Linked DNA regions of Mus musculus: region 2 is linked to region 1. Evidence: chromatin contacts called from public HiChIP or PLAC-seq data. All regions are on one chromosome and are shown on one strand. The core of a region is the stretch at or near the end of the contact, and the rest is flanking DNA. Distances in the headings are between cores, read along the strand shown. Region 1 overlaps Foxn3 (forkhead box N3). Region 2 overlaps Efcab11 (EF-hand calcium binding domain 11).

Evidence for each region. HiChIP or PLAC-seq counts read pairs in DNA pulled down with a chosen protein or histone mark.
Region 2: an H3K27ac HiChIP or PLAC-seq map of heart atrium shows a contact between it and region 1, with 5 read pairs. The contact joins two enhancer-like sites. A contact is called at or near these places in 1 of 484 Hi-C or Micro-C datasets (psoas muscle) and 1 of 115 datasets of contacts at active chromatin or transcription factors (heart atrium).

The regions. Positions count from the first base shown.
Region 1 is chr12:99,212,228-99,219,057 of GRCm38.p6, reverse strand. All of the region lies in intron 4 of Foxn3 (forkhead box N3), which reads left to right. Among named protein-coding and RNA genes, the nearest start is that of 4930474N09Rik, 53 kb to the right of the region's middle. Within about 2 kb of position 3,352, at least 39 of the 459 cell types and tissues checked have an H3K27ac peak or open chromatin away from gene starts, as enhancers often do. A contact at or near this core is called in heart atrium, where this site is marked.
Region 2 is chr12:99,712,184-99,719,013 of GRCm38.p6, reverse strand. Efcab11 (EF-hand calcium binding domain 11) reads left to right here. Exons shown (of 6, transcript NM_030172.2): 6 at 1-1,483. Among named protein-coding and RNA genes, the nearest start is that of Gm19951, 73 kb to the right of the region's middle. Within about 2 kb of position 2,828, at least 36 of the 459 cell types and tissues checked have an H3K27ac peak or open chromatin away from gene starts, as enhancers often do. A contact at or near this core is called in heart atrium, where this site is marked.

The sequences.
Region 1 (6,830 bases), core at 2,103-4,602:
TCACGGAGCAGTGTTGACTTAATGATGACAGGTTGACAGGTCGCTCGTTGCCTTGCTTGGGCCTGACTCCCACCCACTGCCTGGTGTCTTTCCTTTCCCTTTCTCATCTTTATAGCTGACCTGAAGTCAAGATGTCTCCCCCGCCTCACAGCCTGAGGCCATTGCATCTGTCCATGCCCCACATCTGGCCAGAACCACACTGAGCCGAGAGGTGGTACACTAAGATCTGCGTGTCTTCTGTCAGGGTGCTGCTCGGTCACACGTGCAGAAAGTAACTTGACATGGCTGATCCTCCTGTGACACTGCTAGTGACTGCTCCCTACCTATCTTGCGCCTGTGACTATGTTTCCGGCTGGCGTGGAGCTCTGGCTTTCTGAAGATATCATTGCCTTCCAAAGCAATGAGAATCCCCCCACTTTGGAGACGGTGGCACTTCCCACAAGAAAACATCGCTCCCAAGATGCACAGTAGATTCATGGTGGAATGATAAGAATTCCAGACCCCTGTCCCGTCGTTTTTCTTTGTACCAATTTTAAAAGATCCAAGAGATATTGCCAAGTGAGCATATTCAGAGAGCCTGGCCCTGTGTCTGGGGCCACCCTTACCTGCCCTGACTGCAGAACACTCACTCCCCATTGCCAGCCTCCTTTTCCTGGCCTATGGAAGGCAAGGCTGCTCACACCTCCAGCCAGCCTACTCTACCGCTAAGCAGATAGCAGGTCACCTAGCTAGCCTGGAATGTGGCTCTTAAGTGTCAGAGGAATCTGTACTTAAAATCCATTCTTAGATGACATTTCAGGAAGAAATTATAGACTCCAGTGGTAATCAAGTCACAGGCTGCAAAGGTTCCTATGATAAGGTGGCATGACCTGTCTTAGTGGAAGCACTCAGATCTCTCAGAGCTGTGTAAATTGAAACCCCTTCCTCAGCTCGATGCCACTGTGTGCTGTGGGTATTACTTCATGTGTATGTACTTCAGATAGACTGGTCCCTAGGCTGAGAAGGGAATGGAGAGTCTAGGAAAGTCAAGGGGTGTGGAGTGAGCACTAAACAGATCTTCAGTGTCTCTCCTGAAAGTCTCTTATTCCTGGCCTCTTGACCACAGGTTGGGTTCTCCTGAATTGCTAACAGGATTGCTTTTTGATATTTCCTTGGCCAAACGAGCCTTTCCTCTCTCCATCCCTGTAACTCTCCAACTGTAATTCTCTTTCTGCAATATCCACAGTCCTATTTACGTCCAAGTGCCGCACTGAGTTTTAAAAGCGCTCATGTGTTAAAGGTGTGGATTCTTTTTCCATTCTTTCTAGGGTGGGGTTCCACGTCATCCTGGCTGGCCCCCAAACTTGCTGTGTAGCCAGGGATGACCTTGAACTACTTCTCCTCCTGCCGCCATTTCTCTGGCAAGCACCACCTTACCTTATGTGCATATGTGCGCTAGGGATGGAAACCAGGACTCTGACGGAGCTCTATTACCCAGCTCTGTAGGATCATTTTAGTGGGCTTTTTAAAAAGAAAGCTTTTACCAACATTCTGTGAAAGTGTAGCCACACCCTTCTCGAGGGCCCAGGCCAAGAAGGCTCTCCAGGGTCCTGGCAGGCACCACTGGGATGCCCATGAAGGTCACCAGAGGACACACTCAGAGACAGGAACAGCAGTGGGGACTGAGAACAAGAAGAGCGTGGACACTGGCTTCATATCTGCCTTCCCATCTGGAGGTCAAGTGTAAGCACAGTCAGTGGCAGGCTGCAGAGCCCCTAAAGATTGGAACCGTGCCATAGTTAGGGATCATGTCAAATCCATCATCTCCTAGTGGACACAACCAGAGGGAAGTATATCCACAGGTCTTTTTAGCCCATTCCAACTATAGCTTTATTTTCCTCTACATTGCCCGGTTGGGGTTGGGAGTGGTTTTGCAAGACTGGGTTTCCCTATGTAGCTGTCCTGGAGCTTGCTCTATAGCCCAGGCTGGCCTCAAACTCAGAGGTCAGCCTTCCTCGGCCTCCCAAGTGCTGGGATTGAAGATGCGTACCACTACTGCCTGGCAACGTTGCTGGTCTATTGCCTTGAGATTGGAGGCAGTGCCTCGATCCCTAAAGGGAGAAATCATACAGAGCCAGAATGATGACGATGCTGTCTCCCACCCTGCTACTGTTGCCCCAGGCCTAGGTATGAATCCTCAGTAAATGTATAAAGGCAACAGCCAGCCTCCATGATGGAGAACTGGCAGCGTGCATAGTGAAGCTCGTGGTTGTGTGTCCCTCTCTCTGTGGGTTCACACAGACCTTTTCCCATGGTCAGGAGCTGGCCAGCCTGGCTTCTGAGAACCCCATATGTTTTCTGCTGCTCTCTTCCCTGGGGCTGGGTGCTGTGACCAGGCTCTGTTTATAGAGCCTCCTCGCGCCTTGCTATTTATAGCTTCCTGCTTCACCCCTGAGCTGCCCCTCTGAGTGGCAAGCTACCCACCTCCTCTCCTGGCACTGTTCAGTCCTGGCAATTAACAGGCTAGCTTGGTTGCTAGAAAGGGCTCCCCCCACCCCGCTTTGTCATTGTGCTTTGTAGCCACTGCACTTCAGGTCACCAAGTGGCAGCCCCTTAGATTTCTTCCCTGTTTGGCATCCGAAAGTCTAAGCCAGGGCCAGCACACTGTCTCTAATGCTCAGTGAGTTTTAGAAAAGAGTCTGCCTGAGACGCTAGTGAGAACCCAGGAGCCCTGTGCCCCCTGCAGGGGTCGGACTGCAGTCCCGAGGGTCACCCCCTCTTGTTTCAGTTGTCTACTGCAATTTGCAGAGAGGCACAGTTAATTAAAGCCTTGGCTTCTAACAGTTCGTGCCCCTGGTGTCACTCAGTGTGTGGGATACATTCTGCAAGAAGGGCCATCGCGCGCAAAATGCCACTTCCAGAACAGCCAAGAGCATGGCTGTCTACTCATCTTACCTTCTGAAATCAAAATCTATCCACCTACTCCAGTCTCTCCCTAAAACGTGGTGGTGTAGACGGATCTCAGCTGCTCGCATCTCCTGAATCACCTGCCTAGTAGCTCCCTTGACAATCCTTATGAATCATCTTTAACCCCTGTGGAGAAACTAGGTCACCATAAGCCATCTCCAAAGGCTTATATAATCCTTGGTTGGAATTTTCCCAGAGACGGAACTCTCAATAATAAACAAAACAGCAGAATGGACCAAGAGGGGTGGGGAATGCTGTCTGGAACCGGGGTATATGTCCTTTATATAGGGCTCCACAGAAGAAAGACCACAGGAAACAGGTTGTGCCCTGCCTGCCCTGCCTGCCGTGACAGCCCTTCCCCAGCCTGCTTCCAAGCAAGCAGGTGGAAAGGGTGCCTTCAGGGGAGGAATGATGGCAGGAATGGCCTGCTGCTCTACTTATGGCCTCTCATAGTGTTAGCCAGGGCTGCCCTCCAATGGCAGAGCTGCAAGCTCCCTGCTGAGGTTAATTTTAGACCTTGCAAAGACTAAGGGAGATGCATATCAAAGAGCGAGGCAGGTGAAGTGCTGATGGCCAGCACAGTGTGCAGGAATGTTTGTTTTATGCCTCGGACCTTTCAGAACAGAAATGAGCTTTAGACCCTGGAAAGTGGCTCCGTCAGTAGTACTTGTGTGAGCACCTGAGTCCCAGACGTGGGGTTTGGGGTTAGGGAATACATGCCTGTAATTCTGGTGCTAGGGGGGCAGGGACAAGCAATCCCTAGCTCAATGGCCATCGAGTATGCACTGATCCATGCTGCTTCTCCCTGGCCAGGTGTGAGTGTCACAGTCTAGCTGATTTGAGAAGGCCTTGGAGACATTTAAGAAAACCAGTAAGTGCTGGGGAGTCTGGTGCTGAAGCCTGTGCAGTGGCTCCAGCAACCGTTCTCTTCTCCCGGGTTGCTGGGAGAAAAGATGGGAATGCTGTCGACCAGAAAGGGATGCTTAGACCTCTTCTACTGAGCACACAGAGTTAGAAGTTGCCTTCAAATGTGTATTTTCTTTAGTATTTGACTGAGCTGCCTCCTAACTCCATCTCAGAACGTGAGGTGATGGGTTGTGTTGGTCTTTGAATGTATTGATTTTTTTTTTTCAGGAGGTGCATAGTGAGAGAAGGGGTCTTAGTCAGGGTTTCCATTGCTGTAATGAAACACCACAAACAAAAAGCAAGTTGGGAAGAAGGGGTTTATTTGTCCAGGTCATAGTCCATCATTGGAGGAAGTCAGGTAGAAACTCAAGCTGGGCTAGAACCTGGAGGCAGGAGCTGATGCAGGGGCCATAGAGGGGTGCTGCTTACTGGCTTGCTTCATGTGGCTTGCTCAGCCTGCTTTCTTATAGAGCTCCAGGACCAACAGCCCAAGGATGGCGCCACCTACCATGGGCTTGGGCCTCCCCCATTGATCATTAATTAAGACAATGCCTTACAGCTGGATCTCATGGAGGCATTTCCTCAACTGAGGCTCCTTCCTCTCTGATGACTCTAGCTTGTGTCAAGTTGACACACAAAACCAGCCAGTACAGAAGGGAAAGAAAGATGCTAATTTTAGGCTAAGGGCAGGCGACTGGGCTCATATTCCTGCCTAGTGTTCAGTGGAAAAGGAGACGGCTCTCAATGCCTTTTTCCACAGAGCCATTGTGAACTGGCTGTGCCAGTTTCCAGAGACCTCATTCCTGACACTTGCGGGTGGGGACAGAAAGGAGAAGAGATGGAGGCACACTTAAGTGTCACAGCTGGCTCTTGGCAGCCAGTGAGCGGGCACATGCATGCTCACCATCTCAGTCTGGAGTGTGCTGCCAGTGAGGAAAACCAAGAAATGGCAGGGACTGGAGGCCAGACTCAGCAGCTCCCCTGAGAAGGAGGGCTGGGTTCAGAGGGTGAGCCACCTTACGTAAACGTTCCCAGGCAGTTTCAAATCTCAGGCACACATCTGCTACTGCTGCCAGGTTGCTTTGAAATGAATACAGCACATTAATTGGGAAGATGTGTATGTAGGGTTAGGGCTAGCTACCAAAGGCATAGTAGACTGGAAAGAATTGAATTTCCCCCATTAAACCGTGTGCCTTAGAGATAATTCACTGGAGTTTCTGGAGAGGTGATGTGGGCTGCTTGAAGGATAATGGGAGCAGAGTTGACATTAAAGCACACATCACCAGCCCCTAGGCTAAGCAGTTTTCATAGCCTTCCTTATGTAATCCTCAGAACAACCCTACAAGGTGTGTTTGTGCCACCTGACTAGGGTGGGATACCCAGTGTTATCTGATGCCATGCTACACAGAGCCCTTCTTAGACTCTGCACAGTGGGTCAGGAGTATCTCCAAAGCCTGGCCTCCAATAGGTGTTTGCTGGAGCCAGTTTCTTCCTGTTTTCCCTTCCTGCCGAAGTGTCCTGGTGTGTGAAGTGTCTGGACGTTCAGGCAGAGAACTGTGCATATGGGGCATGGGCCTCTGACCGTGGGTCCTCCTCATTGGCGGGTGACTCATGACCACATGAGTGTGCCCTGTGACTCCCATTGGCCCACTTCCCTTCCAGGGGTGATGCTGACAGTATGTACCTGGGAACCAAATTATCACAGGAGCCGTCATTGCTGTCGTCATTGCTGTCCTAGCCACTCGGTCACCAGGAACGCAGCTCAGGCCTAGCTCAGTCTAGCTTTCGTCTTGTTCCCTTTTGTGGGTTTTCAGCTGACCTGAGGTTGGGGAGGCACAGTGCCTCGGGGTTCTTCTGTTGAACGTGGGTCTGACGATGATACCGACTCTCACGCATTTCCTAGATATGAGTGCGTCTCTAACCTCAGTAAACCTCCCCTGCAAGATCACTTTGGTGGGAACACCACTTGCAGGGGGTGAAACATCCCTGGCTTACTTGAGTTGACATAGCTTGCTTCAGAGACAAAGCAATTAACTGGCAGAAGTGGGGCACAGACCTGGCGTTCCTAGCCACCTCCTTGCAGGCCACTTTCCTGCTCCGGACTGCTGCTCTGGGTAAAGTCCCAGTGTGCCTGCATTCCTTAGCTGCTTCTCTGTTGCTGCTAGGATGAAACACCATGACCAAAATAACTCAAGGAGGAGAAGGTTCCAGAGGGATGAGTCCATTGTGATGGGACGGTGGCCAGAAGCCGAAAAGTCACACCTTCCATCACAAGCACAGAGCAGAGGGTCGGCTGGAAAGCAGAGCCAGGCTGTTCACTCTCAGAGCCCGCCTCCAGCAAGGCTACACCTTCTCTACACACAGTGTCAAGTGTTCAAATGCATGAGCCTCTGGAGGGCATTACTTATTCAAACTACCACAGTGGGATGGCCTCCTGCAGCAAAGACCATGTTCTTCGTTTCCTTTTGCACGCAGTGCATTTATTTTTACCGTTTCTGAGTATGCGGGCTGCTTTTCTGCCTTCGAGGTCCAGTGCAGACAGCGCTCCCCATAACAAGTCCTCAGGGCACCTATACTTGGCATCAGGCATCTCCATCTGTGCGGCGATAACCCCCACACCAACCTTAGAACTTACCCTAGCATTTCTTCACACACGCACACCCAGTCTCTCTCTCCGATTTAACTATAGTTACCCTGACTCAGAGGAAGACACTAATTACTGACAATGGTTAGAATCATGGTACAGATTTTCAGGATTTAAGTTCTTTTGTGACGTGGCCCATTGTATCCGATCCATTTACTGTTCTCCGTGAGAGCCACAGTGAGACGCCCACAGTGTCAGCATTAAGCTCATCCAATGACTTTGGGAATGCCATCAGAAGTCTTCGAACCCCTCTCCCGCAGTCTCCAGACAGCTGACAAAAGCCCATACACACTCAGTAGACTACAGCAGGTAGCTGCAATTCTGAGTTCTCCTG
Region 2 (6,830 bases), core at 1,579-4,078, 500 kb before region 1:
GTGAACTACTTGGACAGCTCGATGGATTGTAATCTAGTTGAAGGTCTCACAGACCTCAATCTAGGAAGGGTATGAAACTGTGTACTTGTGAGTAAACTCTTAGTTAGAGCTTTTGAATGCTGATATTGGACCTAGAGATGGGAATCTCCTGTGTGTGTCTCCAGCAGCCCTGAGTCAGGCTGCTACTGCTGGCCCTGCCACCCAGTGGGTTTGGAGTTTTTCCCCCTCTCTGCTCTTGTCAGCTTTCTGTCCTCTATCCTGTGGGTTGGAGGCTCTGCTAACTCCGCATGAGTCCCTCACTCTTGTCAGCTCCGGGAAAAGTTACCTTTGCTCTGCTAGCAGTGTCATTGCCATTCACTTGCTCCACCTCGGCTGAACATCAAGCTTACTGTGTCCAAGCAATGAGCTAGTGCTAGGAAAACAAAGACTCTGAGATGATGCGCCTGGGGTACAGAGAGGTGCACAGGGCACCTGTGTACAAAGCCTAGGAGGAAGCAGCTCTGGCTAGGCCATCAGCCATTCTTTATACAGAGAAGTCCAGGATGTAACTGGGGTCTTAATGGGCAGAAGGGTGTGGTCTTTGGTTCCCTTTAGGATAGCCTGGACCTGAGCCTGGGCTTCTTTCTTCAGAGAAGCTAGCTAGAGAAGCTGGCCGGCAGCCCTCTGCCACACACTTCTGGTTCTAGGTAGTTCTGCCCTGGACCTGAAGCTCCAGCCATCCTAGAGTTAGGAGTCTCCACTCCCTGCCATGCCCCTGGGCGCCAGTGATCACATCAAGTCACAACATACAGCTCAGCATCTACTAAAGATAACTCTGAAATACCAACATTGTCCTTGTAAGTGTTTCACAACATTAACATTTGTGGTATAATTAATGCAATTTATGTTTTTAAAGTGTTAAACATTAAACGATCAAGTAGAAATATAAATTTGTATAGCCAACATTCAACAAGCTTCATGCTCATATAAATTATTAGTAGATAGCCTTAAGAAAAATAAAGTTTTTAGCTATGCTAAACCAGAGGAACCTAAGAGATGGGATAACTAAATGTAATTTGACTGAAATGTAATTTGGTCTCCTAACGGGCCCCTAGGGACCATACGGTAGAGATGAACCAAGCCTGGACTTCCTCTGCTACTTGTGATAGTGTGGGAGACTGGGTGATGGATAGATAGGATTTCTACTGTTTTCATGATTTTTCTATAAATCTAAAATTATCCTCAAACGGAGTTTGTTAAAAATTAAAGGCTTAGTCAAACATTCATAAACTAAATGAAGAAGCAATGAAAATAATTTCTCAACATGAATGAAATATTATTTCAGAGGCAGAAATGAATTACTGGTATCATTGAGAAGTGTGTATGACTTTGTGCACAGTAGTCCAGTTTCTGACTTTGTTCAGCAAGTGTTTTCATTATAAGACAAACCAAATCATTGATCCTGATCTCAAAATATTAAAGAGATATTTTTGATTTCTTAAATATCATATTTATGGTATGTATGTGTGTGTGTGTGTATACATATATACATATATAGTGTATGTTGGTATATATATATGATATATATACACAACATATATATTATATGTTGTGTATATATATTGAATGTATATATTATTTTTCTAATGTGTTATATGTACATTATGTATATGTTATATACATATATACATATTTTCTATTATATGTGTTATATAATATACATATATATTTTATCATACATATATTTTATATATTATATGTGTATATGCATTATATCTATTTTATATATATATATATATATATATATATATATATATATATATATATATATAGCATTTATTAACAGAGCCGTTCTTCAGTAACAGCTAGAGTTCCAAACTTCTGTATTGCACTCCCAGTTGGACCCTGCTCGTCCTGAGCAAGAGTGAGGGAGTAGTCACTTCCTACCGCAGATGTAGGAAGCAAGAGGTGGATCTGGAAGCAGCCACTGAGCAACTTCCATACTGGATTAGCCAAGATGTTTTATCTCAATGACACAAAACTACTCAAGGAAAACTTACTTTGAAAAATTAAAAAGAAAAGAAAATCACTGAGCTAATTTATGAAACCTAGAGGAGGAAGGGTAGGGTTGCAGCCAGGTGCCAGGACCCACAACACCTCCAGATTCGCCCTCCTTCCTATAATTCCTCAAAAAGCTCTGGTCCATGATCCATCCAGATCCCAGTTCAGTGCATCCAGGGACAGGCTCTGGTTGAGCCCACTCAGCTCTGGTTCACCCAGAGGGGATATGGACATGTCCCCTGGGGGCTCAGGTACAAGCAGCCAGAGCTGGTCATAGAGAAGCTGATGACCTGGGCAGCCTTTCTGGCTGGAACCTCTTTGAATAAGATGTACACCCTGGAGTCTGGCATTCAGGAATATCCCAGCTCTCAGAGGAAAGAAAGAGAGGGTGACAGAGAAGCTAAGCTAGCTGCCCGTGCACCTTCTTGTCCTTAACCCTTGCTTTTAGGATTTAACCTCTTCTTTATCTTGGAGGAGCTTTCCCCAGCCTCAGGACCTGTTTCCCCATACTACTGCCTGTGCAGTGTGACCTTGCTGGCCTGATGCCACCTGGGTGACCTAAAAGGCAGGCATCTGTTCTTGATGATCAACTCAGTCTCGGCTCTTGGAGGACATCAAGACTGTTGAGATGCTGCTCTGAGTGGCTGAGTGGATATGACTCAAGAACGGGTAGCAGGCATATATTTTCAGTCACAAGGCCTGGAAAATCCAAGCAGCTGCTTTGCAGTGAGCATAGAGGGGCTTAAAAATAGACAGAGGCAACGGTAAAGGAGAAGCAGCTTGGTGTCTGCTTAGAGCTTGAGAGCAAGACTCAGTCCCTAGCGCTTCGGGTCCTGTGAGGTGACGGCAGCCTTCCAATAAATCTTTCTGCTCAAGCCAGCTGGAGTTGCTTGTTGTCATTTGAAACCCAGAGAACCTTTACCACCGTGAGCTTCCAGCCAAGGACAGAGTCCTAGGTGACATTAGCATTTATGGGGCAGCAGAGAAGACTTTTCCAAAGAGAAAAAGAAGCAGCAGTTGGAGATGGCACAGGAGAATGGCAGCATTGCTCTCCCGACCTTTCTGAGCCCCTCACTGGCGCCACTCTGGGCTTCCCTGATACCGCACCTTGCACTGGTTACCCGTGAGCTGCCAATGGGCACACATACCAGCCCCTCTCAGACCTCAGCTCGCCACTCCTTCTCATGGGCCTGAGGGGGTGGCAGGCCTTTGGAGCCCTCCGGCAACTTTCATGACACAGATTTTTTCATGCTATTTCTGAGCCCATTTTCCTGCTGCCTTTCCCAGTTTCCTGTTCCAGAACCAGTCTGTAAGTGTGAATGGTTCCCCAAATCCTATGACTGGCCCAGTGTTTCTTGATCCACGCATTCCCCAAGGATGATTTCATGCACGGCCAGGAGTCCTCTTATGCCCCTGATTGATAGGACTCCATGCACAAGGCTTTGTCTTTGATCTTGACCTCTGATCAACTCCAGCCTGGCCTGTGTTTTCACTTGCCAGCCAGACATTCCCACCTCAGAGCAGACTCCCTGAACTAAAATCAGATCCATTGTTCCCCCCAATCTTCAAACTTGTTTTCCTAGCCTGTGTTTTCTATTTCTGTTGATGACAGCCTCCCCACCCATCCCCCACCCAAGCTGTCATCTGAGTCAGCTGCCTCAGAGTCTCCCCTTGTCCCCATCTTCCCTGGCTCTGACATTCAGTCACCAAATCCTTTCGAGCATGTCCTTGTAAACATTCCTGATTTTCTTTTCCATTCCATCCTGATCTTTCTGCCCATGTCCTTAGTCCTCCTCAGCAATTCCATCCAGTAACTTGTTCTTTTGCTTAGGCTTATAAAGATGAGTGTATGGCACAAGCAAATATTGCTGTCAAGAGATTTTACTCCAGTGTGTCAGGGACAAAATGACTTCCCAGTGCTGGAGATTTCAGTGGTCGTCTCTTCTGGCAGACAGTGCCTATCCCTGTAACATGCAGTTCAAAGCCTGCAGTATTGGGGTATCAATTTATATTTTCAGTAACGTTGTCCATGACTCGCCCTGCCATGACAGCCAGCTACAGTGGTTACAGAGGCACGTATGCAGTCCCGTCACCTAAGAACACAAAACTTGCAACAAATCTTTGTTCACTGTAGAACTGTAATAATCTTGGGATTTAGTATCGGATGAGATAGATTATAAGAAAGTGAAAGTATCAAAAACAAAACTTAGGGCCTTGGAGGATAGCTCAGTCTGTGCCCACAGGCATGAGGACCTGAGTTCGAGCCCCAGAATGTATAGTAAAAGACTAAGTGGGCTGGTGCATAACCCTAGCTCTAGAGAGACAGGACAGTCCCCTGAGCTTAATGGCCAGCCTCGCCTAATCCGTGAACTCCAGGCCGATGGGAGACCCTGTCTCAAAAAGCAATGGCTGGTTCCTGAGGAACAAGACTATAGGTTGACCTCTGGCTTCTTTGTGCCTCTACACAAGTACACACACACCCATATGAGCACACACTCACAGATGCACTTTCATATACCCCCAGAAAATTAGCAAGAAAACCAGCCCAGATATGGTAGAACAAGTCTTTAAAGTAGCACCTGGGAAGAAAGGAAGCAGATTTGCTTTGTGCTTGGTGTACATTCTGAGTTCCAGGTCAAGCTGGATTACAGAGGGAGAGCCTGTCTCATCAATCTCACTAGAAATTATTGTAAAGCTAACTATGGTGGTACACACTTGAATCCCAACACTGGAAGGTAGAGTCAGGAGGACCAGGGGCTCAAGGCTAGTTACATAGTTAGGCTAAATTAAGACCCTGTTCAAAAAAGGAAAATAAACAGTAAATATTGGTTCACCTATGAACAGATTTTTCTTCACAGTTATCTCTTTATAAGAGGTGAATGTTGGGTATTTTATTTTATTATTAAAATAGTTGAGATCTATATCAGCCATCTCTTTTCTTTCATTTAAGAAATGAAAAAGCAATCTCAGGAAACAGCCTAGGCCAAGTTATATACATGGAGAGAGCAAAGGTAGGCACTGAAGCCTGTCGCCTTGACAACAGACTATCCTACTTGGCTGGGACAGAGGCCCGTATTCTATAGTCACAACTGTTTGTAACCCAGTTCAAGGTTTTCCCATGGAAGGTATTAAATCAGTTCCCACCTTATGGACCACCAAAGAAGTAACCAAAGTGACAAACGATTATCAACCAGACTCAGCCTTGACAACCAAGAGTGAAGAAAGGTGCTTTAGGCCCTAGCGGCATTATTCAGAACAAAGCTCTAGCAGTGCTCTGTTCAGAAGAAGCACCTTTGCGTAGGTGTGCTTTCCCACTAAAGCAGTTCTTCTCTGTTCTATAAAGTCTACATGAGCTCTTTCCCCAGCCACTCTGCTGAGTAGCCACAGTACGCTTCATTCATTCACTTGACATGAACGAAAACAAGCTGTGTTGCTATGTTTTCTTGACTTTTAACTTTTGAATTTTTTGATATTGCAGAAATAAAGACTTAAAAAAATCCGCATACACAGATTAAAATTCAGAGGTTCGGTGAAAGTGTTAGGTGGGTAGAATATTGTCCATGCAAGCAAAAGGGACCTGAGTTCAGTCCCTAAGACCCACGTGAAAAGCTGGTGTGGCAATGTGAACCAGTAACCTCAGCATAGGGGAAGCAGAGTCAAGAACATCTTCCGGGCTCACTGGCCAGCCAGTCTAGAAACCGCCGCACCCCCACCCCCCACCCCACCCCACCCCTGAGCTCCAGATGCAGTAAAAGACTTTGGCTTTAAAAATCAGGTAGAGAACAATTAAGAGAGATACCTGATGTCAACCTCTGCTCTGCCCCACACACACACACACACATCTGCACATTCATGCACCCACACATATGGACGTGAACACATGCACAAAATAAATAAGCAAAAATGATCATTTTTTAAAAAAGAAATCTACTGTCATTAAGGGTAGCAGCTCACAGTGACCTGCCTTTTGGAAAAACAAATTTAAATTGGATTGGCCACAAGGATTAAAAATTAGCCTGTAAACAATCTAACCCAATAGAATATAGTATCTAATCCAGATTCTCTTAGGTTAAATTGTTAAAGTAGTTTGAAATATGAATAAAAGAGAACATTGTTCCAACTTCAGAGAAAACTAAAGATTAATCTGTATGAAAACATGAGCTAAAATTGAAATAGATCCCACACTTCATGCTTTGCTGATCCTTAAGGACTTGGGAGAGAGCAAAACAGTTAAGTTTTCTAAAATAAATCACTTCAAAAGGAGCAATTCCAATAATATTGAATTTATAGAAAAAAATTTGACCAAGGGGCTGGAAATATATTAAACGTATTGTCATAGCAACAGTCATTGTAAGGCTGAAGTCGGGTCTGGGCATCTTTCTTATTCTGAATAAGGAAGGCAAGCTTGATTTTAAATGACTTTCTAAGGTCAAATGTCTTAGAGATGGTGCTTGAATCAATTTCTTTAACAAGCTTTCCCGATTGCTACTGACTGGTATTGGATGACTCCCTTCCTTCATCCTTCCCTCCCCCTCCCTTCTCCTTTCCCTCCCTGCCTCCCTCCCTCCCGTCTTCCCTCTCCTTCCTGTTCTCTCTATCACAACCATAAATAGAGTTGCATTCATTGTTCCACTTAGAATTCCGTTTGACCCACTTCTTAGCTAATACCCAGACGTATATCCAGCAGAATGTTCCTCTCTGTGCCAACAGAAAACAAAATTCCAAGACTCTTTATGCCTTTCATCACATGGAAACCTCCTGGCCATTATCTCTGTGAATGTTTCTTTCAC